2 separate regions of the Mus musculus genome follow, and region 2 is linked to region 1. The links are chromatin contacts, called in public promoter capture Hi-C maps. All regions are on one chromosome and are shown on one strand. Each heading gives the region's core, a stretch centred on a gene start, on an enhancer-like site or on the middle of the called end of the contact. The rest is flanking DNA. Distances are from core to core; before and after follow the strand shown. Region 1 holds the start of Lincmd1 (long intergenic non-protein coding RNA of muscle differentiation 1). Region 2 holds the start of Tram2 (translocating chain-associating membrane protein 2).

The links. Promoter capture Hi-C pulls out the DNA fragments that hold promoters and counts their contacts.
Region 2: a contact with region 1 is called in a promoter capture Hi-C map of stem cell-derived epiblast-like cells, with 4 times the contacts expected there. The contact joins the promoter of Tram2 here to the promoter of Lincmd1 in region 1. A contact is called at or near these places in 6 of 39 promoter capture datasets (the 3T3-L1 cell line, the HPC-7 cell line, embryonic stem cells and 3 more).

Annotation. Positions count from the first base shown.
Region 1 is chr1:20,668,454-20,672,362 of GRCm38.p6, forward strand. It overlaps Lincmd1 (long intergenic non-protein coding RNA of muscle differentiation 1), which reads left to right and starts at 1,429. Exons shown (of 3, transcript NR_131249.1): 1 at 1,429-1,548; 2 at 2,497-2,651.
Region 2 is chr1:21,077,289-21,081,198 of GRCm38.p6, forward strand. It overlaps Tram2 (translocating chain-associating membrane protein 2), which reads right to left and starts at 1,937. Exons shown (of 11, transcript NM_177409.3): 1 at 1,706-1,937. The coding sequence starts at 1,825.

The sequences.
Region 1 (3,909 bases), core at 179-2,678:
TAGCTCTCCCTCCCGAGTGAGTTCTGTACATTCAGCAAGTCTCTTGCTGCTGAAGTGGCTTTCATGTCTCATCTCCCAAATTTCAGTACCCACATTCCTCTGACGTATCCGCCTCCAACAGGCCTGGAGGCTCACTTTTAGCTTCAAGCCTTAAATGTAGCCCTACATAAAGACGACATGTTGTCAAGTAAATATCAGCTTCATCTATTGACGTGGAGTAAAGATCAGAAGAACTAATGGGTGGACGTGTTAGAAAGAGATTTTAGGCCTATGGGGATTACATGTTGTAGTAAAGTTGTAGATTGACCTGACTTAACCTTTAAGCACTGATTGGGAGCTTGATGTGTGCCATACTCCATGCTAGAAACAAAACGGAAAAGAGAGCAATCAAAATCAGCATAAAATTGCCCTTTAGGAATTCTCAGTATTGCGCATTCCAGACATACTGAAAACTATAAAGTGGCTGGGTGGTAGTGGTGCATGCCTTTTATCCCAGCACTTAAAAGACAGAGGTAGGTGGATCTTTGAGTTTGAGAACAGTCTGGTGTACAGAATGAGTTCCAGGATAGTCAAGGCTAGACAGACAAACCCTATCTCACAAATCCAAATATACATATGTATATGTATGTATATGTGTATATATGTGTGTGTGTTTATATTATAGTATAATATATTATTTCATCATATAACATATACAATGCATACATATTTTCATAGGTATATCATATAAAATTGCCTGCTTTCTAGGAACTCTTAAAGACTTGGCATCTCCTACCATAAGCCTGTGTCCCTAGAATGGCTACCTTGTCAGCACTTCCTGTCTCTGTGCCTTTGCCGGAGGTTTTCTCCATGTAACAGAGCTCTTCATAGCTCTATCCATGTGTGGAAGCCTGCTCTGTCTATCCTCACCCAACTGAAACCACTGTCATCCATGAAGCTCTTACCACCTGGATCTCAAACCCAGCTTTGGGTTCCAGTAGAACTTACCCTGGATCATCAGTCTAAAATCATGTTCTATTACATATATTTCCCTAGATGCAGGTTCCAGCCCCAAAAGTATCAGGATGTCTCTCATGAGTATGGAATAGTTCTTCCCAATTCTGGTGTCTAATAAGGTGTACTACAGTCTGGCAAGCACTCACCAAGTACATGCTGTTGAGCGTCTACTGCCCAAGCTACTCATATTTTTCAAAATAAGTATCTACCCATCAGACAAATATGCAAAGTGAGTTTCAGATGAGCTAAAAGAAGCTGCATCTCAAGTAGCATCCATGGATGCAAACGAAGCGATGAGGATCCACTTACTTTTTTTTAAAAATTATATCCTGAGTCTTTAAAACAATTTGTGTATTGCATTAGTACACTCTATAAATAGGAACATTAATATGGACTTGCCTATTTAAAAGGGGGATTTAGCAAAGGACATTTCTCTTTGCAGTGGGACAGCTGAAGAGGTATAATTTAACAGCTTTCAGAAGCCCGTCACTGGAGTGATTGAGGTGGACAGAAGGCAGGGACATGACCACGGTCCTTAAAAGACACAAACAGGTGGGAGAGCACAACGCGGGGTGGGCAGAGGGCTGGAAAGTACAAAAGGGAAGAGGCTTGCCTGGAAAAAGCAGAGACTAGGCAAAGCAGAGTGTGAGACTGCCTGGAGAGAGAAGCCCTGGAGAGAGATGGAGAGAGAGAGAGAGAGAGAGAGAGAGAGAGAGAGAGAGAGAGAGAGAGACCCTGAAGAGAGGAATAAGAAGGAGATCAGGGAGAGGAGATGAGACAGGAAAGCGAAGAAGGAAGAGAGGAAATGAGGGGAAGGAAGGAAGAGGAGAGGAGAGGAGAGGAGAGGAGAGGAGAGGAGAGGAGAGGAGAGGAGAGGAGAGGAGAGGAGAGGAGAGGAGAGGAGAGGAGAGGAGAGGCAGACAAACCTGAACCCAGAACACATTTAGACAGATCACAATTCAGATGCAGAGGTAAAGCTTGAACAAATGACAGTCATAAAAAAAAAATGAAAGAGAAACAGGCATGGTACATAGAGGGCTAAATGATAGACTGTCAAAGAGGACAGAGCACATGAGGAAAGGAAAGACCTTGGTTTCTCTGTGAGTGACTGGTAGGATAGAGATTGTGGAGGTAAGAGTAGAAAGGAATGGGGGCGGGGGTCTGTAAAGAGACAAACAAGAAATGAGTACAGGCATAGCGGCCTAACTGTCAGAAAGTCACCGGGTTGTTCAGCTGGGCTGCAGGTAGAGCCACAGCTTTACCCAAGAGGGGACCATCAGAAAGACAGGAGCAGGCAATTTAAGCAGCTAGATACTGGGGGCCGGGGGGAGGAAAAGGAAAGAAAAAATAGATGGAAAGGTGAGAAGCAGGCAAGGAAAGCCCAAAGGAGACACTGGCCCAGAAACCTTCGTAACTTTCTGTAAGAATCTTCAAGGCCCCAAACTAGGCCAAGATTCTGACTGACATTTCTGAGCTCACCAGCTGCTGTTTCCTTGAGAGGATTCTGACAGGAAGCCATAGAAATGCAAGCCAACACTGCCAGCTCTGGAAATAAATAAATAATGACCCAGGTTCTATGCTCCTCAATGGGGGCAGAAGCCTGCGGGGCAAGAAAACCACAGAGGAGGAGGGACCTGCCTGCAACTTGTCCCCAGGTATGTCACTGAGCTGATTCTGCATGCTGCTGTCTCCTCTCTTTGTCCCCTGGCTGTTCCTGCCTTATCCAGCTGTCTTTTTCTCTTTGTGAATTTTTGGGGAGCCCTGTGGGTGATCCGCTTCTGTTATGTGAAGTCAGCAAGGCAGATCTAGGCGAGCAGGTGAAGCTCCGGGTTTCTGCATCTCAAACAAGCAGGAGTGGGAAGTTTCTGACAGAGCGGCCTCCACCTGTGGGGAAGGTGCATGTGGCTGACTTGTGGGCTGGTACTGAAGTGGGGCTTCTGTGTGCAGGAGCTTGGAGCAAAGATCAAAATGGGAGGATACGGGCCCTGGGATACCCAGGGATGGGGGAAGGTGCTGTTTCCGGAATCCAACTGTGGGGAGAGATTTCTTCATAATCATCCAAGGGACTGGCACATTACTTCAGGAAGAGCTAAAGCTTTAGGGCGTTAGGAGTAAGGGGAGAAGAACTCAGCATCATGTGACCTTGAACTTACAGCATGCCTTTAGGGGTGGCTTAAAAATGTTTTAAATACACATTGAATTTTTTCCAAAGAATTCACAGAAATTGTGTGTGTGTGTAATGGATACATCTCAATATATATCTAATATATATAACGATCACCCCAGAAGGCTGAGTTTTCAATGACTCCACAGATGTCCCCACTAAGACAATGTGGAAGTTACAACATTTGGAAAACTAAGAAGCACTCCCTGAACCATGTAGTTCTTTGGGAAGTTTGGACCAGAGCTCAGTGTTCCTGACTTGCCCCTCAGACTTTAAGTAACTGTGAGTCCTCCTTCAGTTTAGTGACTGCACTGGGAGGGAGGGAGTGCAGGGGTGGGGCACAGCTGACTTGGAGTTAATGATATATGCTGTTATTCTGTATCGTTACATTGTTACACTACATATTATCATAATCTCTCTGCAAATGCCACATGAGGGTTTGTGAGCCAGTGACCCTGTGCTGAGCTATCTTCTCAGGAAAACCTGTTACGTCATTTCGCACTTAGTCTTCATCAAACCCCAGTGAACAATTTACTGATAAACACTGGCACCAAGGTTCATTTCAAGTAGCACACAATTTGAGTCAAAACACTTGGCACCCTCCCAGATGGGACGTCCCTCTCTTTTTGGTGTGTTGGCTGGTTGTTTCCTCACTGTTAAAGGAGCTTCTAAGGTTTAGAGTCTAAACACATCTTTGAGACATTTCTTTGAGACAGTTCACTATGTCCCAGCCTCTAATGGTTTTTCCT
Region 2 (3,910 bases), core at 687-3,186, 410 kb after region 1:
ACAAAAGCTAGAGACACCACAGAGAGCCACAAGCTAAGCACAAGGCTCTGGCCAGCTGTGGAACACATGGCTATGAGGTTTATGATTGACACATGTGACGATCTGGCCCTAGCCTGCAAGAACTGGAGCATGACACTGAGAAGCGTCTTAGAATGGAGGACTGCACATTGACATGAGGCAAACGTGAAGCAGGGCAGGTCCCCTGCCTTCTCATTAAGCCACTATGTTAAATAATAACAAGGGTCCAGGAGCAAGAGACAGATTAGCTCTTTGGCTGGAAGAATGGCTTTTGTTGCGGATAAAACCTCAGCTTTAAGCTTTATAAATCACTGCATAAGGAAGGTTGGTTTTAATGGTTTCTTCAATGATGAGGAAACTGAGGTCGAGGGAAAATGTGAGTGGAGGAGAGGAAGAAAGTGAAGTGACAGAATTTCCAGAAGAATGTGGACACCAGCCCCAGTCCCAGCTTCTCTCCTGCAAACCCGACAGCCTAGCTACGAGCATGCATTCAGCTCAGACCCGGCTAACCCAAGAACAGCCCCAGCGCGAGGACAAGTTCTTCAGCCAAATAGGTCCTGAGTCGGTAACAGGGACATATGGGTAGATATGGGTAGATAAGGGAGATATGGGTAGATGCAGGGATAGACAAGTAACTCTTAAATGGTGCACCTTCTTACTACCCTGTAGAATGCAGATCAGGAAACTTACACAGAAGAGAGGATAGGAATGAGTGTTCTCAAGACCAGGCGACCCAAGCCATGGGACTGTCACCTATTACCTATGGTGCTCTGGAGACAATATATACTATAGTAAGTCCTTCCCACTTTTCAATATCACCGTTTTGCAGCACTCTGGAGTAGGGACCTCGGATTCTGACCCCTTAGTGGTTTACACAGACAGCTCTGAGGCCTACACCAGCACAGTGCTGAATCCAGGATCCCTTTCTCTGTTCCCACCCCACATCCCTGCAGCGACTAGGAAATCACCTTTCACAGAGAGTATCCCTCTACTGGCTCCTGCAAAGGGGATGAGGCTCTGGGTCCAGTTCACACAGATCTACAGGAACAGTTCAAAGTGCCAAAGGATATCTTAAAACTAGCCCTTTAGGTCATATTTAAAGAGAGGTTGGTAGCAGAAGGTCCCTCTGGGATGGAGCCAGGGCCACATGTGAACACCTGGAGCAAGCTCCAGAGGTTAGGATGAAGAACTTCCAGAAAGCCACAAGAGAGGTGGAGAGGGTTAGGGTCCCTTCCACTAGAAAAGCCTAGAAGATCTGGAGGCCCCCACTAGAGAGAAGGAGGGGGGATTGTGCAATTACAGCTGGTCTAGGAGTTTCCCACATTGGCACCAAGTCGCCAGAAAGGAAACCCCAACCATAGGGCCAGGAAGGCAGCTCTGCAATTGGTTCGAGGCCAGGTATGGGTTTCTGAGATTCAGATAGAGTTGTAGGATGTGGTGGGTGTCCAAGGGGGGCGACAGAGCATGGCACGGCCCGCACAGCTAGGAGTTAGGGGTGCTGTCTGGACTCTCTTAGGTCCAGGCCAGAGTGGATACAGTGCACAAAGCCAGAGGTGCAGATAACGTGCGGGACATCCCAGCCGGGCGCGCTCCAGCCCAGATGAGGTCCGGGAATCCCTGTCTGCGCCTCGGAGGACGGGAGTTAGGACCGCCAACCCCTGCAGCACCCCCTCCCCGCTCTACTCACCTCGAACATAAGCCCGATGAGGACGCAGAGCACCAAGCAGAAACCGATGTCTGCATGGTTGTGGATGATGAACTCCTGGCTGAAGAGCGGGTAACTTTTCGTCCTCCTACGGAAAGCCATGGCAGCGGGCGTTCACCGCCTGCGGGGGCCCGCACCCTCGCTCAGCAGCCCCAGCGAAAACTTCTCCGGCCCGGCCCGGTCCGCACGCCAGCCCCGCAGCCCAGCGCGGAACAACTTCGGGCCCCGCCCCCTTCCTCTGCCCGCCCCGCCCCGGCCTGCCGCCCGGAACCGCCCCCGGCCACAGCCCTCGCCCCGCAGCGGCTGCACAGGCGCGGGCCTCTAGCCACACCCCCTTCCTCCGTCCGCCCCGCCCCCAGGCCGCAAAGGCGCGCGCCTCTGGCCACACCCCCTTCCTCCATCCGCCCCGCCCTCAAGCCCTTTGGCCAGCGCCACCGGCCACGCCTCCTGGGCGAGCCCGGCGCGCCTAACCCTTGTGCCGCGCTCGCTACCGGTGCTTGCGGCTTCCACCGGGGGTACACTCTTCCGTGAACCTCGCTGAGACGCGGGAATGGAAGCCCTGTCCTCCGGCTTTGAGAGGAAGCGGCTCCCGAGCTGCTGGACAGGAAGTGGGCCGGGATCCCACTCCTAGCGCCCAGCTTCTTCCTCTGCAGGAAGGGCCCGGGGCGGGAAGCTTCGTGCCGGCCTGTGGACTGGCCCCAGCCCTGCGCTGGATCTTAAATGAATGCATGGCTACTCCTGTGTCTGAAGGATTGCACAGTGTAGGTTCAACCTCTCAGAACCTTCAGCAGCTACCCCAAGGCCTTGCCTTAGTAGAGCCTACTTTGCAAGGGCGTGCAGGTACCCCGCGTTTTACTCCTTCACTTAAAAGGCCAGGTACTGCCCAGAATTGGTTTTTCAGGGCTCACTACCTTCAATATTAATTGATCAGAAGTGGAAGAATAAACACTGAAGAAATAAAAAAAAAAAAAAAAAAAAAAAAAGATCCTCACCCAACGTTTCCATTTAATATTAAGTTTCAAAATTACTTCCGGAAGGACAAAAGGTCTTTTAAAATAAATTATACTAGCAAATATTGGATTTAATCCTGCCAGTAATGAAGGAACAAATAATCGCTTCTAAATGTACAGAAATGCAAAATGAACAGAGGACTGTTTAATTTCTTTTCTTTTTTTAAAATTAGTTTCACGGTTACGAGTTTGCAAAAATAGCAGTCTGAAGGTAACTAGAACTGAATGAAGTTCCTTAAAGAAATTTATCTCCTGTATTCTAAACTGTGCACTATTTAACAGACAGCCCTAGGGCTTCTAACTCCACGGGCGGGGCGGGGGGCATTAATGCCTATATTGGACTAACCTTTGTTTAAAGTTAAGACCGGTGCGTGCGTGCGTGCGTGCACGTGCGTACAGTTTATGACATATAGGGGCTGCACATGCATGAGCTCACATATTTATGTATTTTCGCCCCAGTGACCTCCGGTGTCAGGCCTCACCTTCCACCTGGTTTGTTCCAAGGTCTCTCTTTGTGTTGACTTTTCCACTAGGTAGGCCAGGCTAGCTGCTCCTCTAGCTCCTCCCATCTCCCAGTAGAAATGCCCCTTGTGGCCAACTTTTACATGGGTTCTGCGGATTCCAAGTCAGGTCCTAGTATTTGCACAGCATGGACTATCACTCACTACGCTGTCTCCCCAATCAAGACTCTTCTGAAATTCGGACCTAGCCTTGTAAAGAACTCTGGAGCACCTTGACTCTCAATGTACAAATGTTCTAATGGTCAATGATTTGTGGGAATTTCCTTCGCATATGTAATGGTGTCAATCTAACGTTTAATACTTGAGGCCAAAATCCATGGGAAACAGTAGAACTCACCACCCCTCCCATTTATAAATAAAACAGTCGAAAAAGCAGAGATGTTTTAGACATTGCTCTTGCAGCTGATAGCTCTTCCCTTTGCAGAATAGTTGAACAATAAGACACAAGATTCTAAGATGTATGTTTGATGGTGCATCACATTGACAACTGCCGAGGGAGCACCAAAAGCTTCCTTCAGCCATCACAGCCATTTCTAAGTCCAGGTTGCCCAGGCCATCTTTAATACAAACAATGGGTTAAACACTTCCCAGTGCTTGCAATACACACTCTTAATACTAAGAATTGACAGCATCCTGCATTTTGCAGGAGTTTTGCA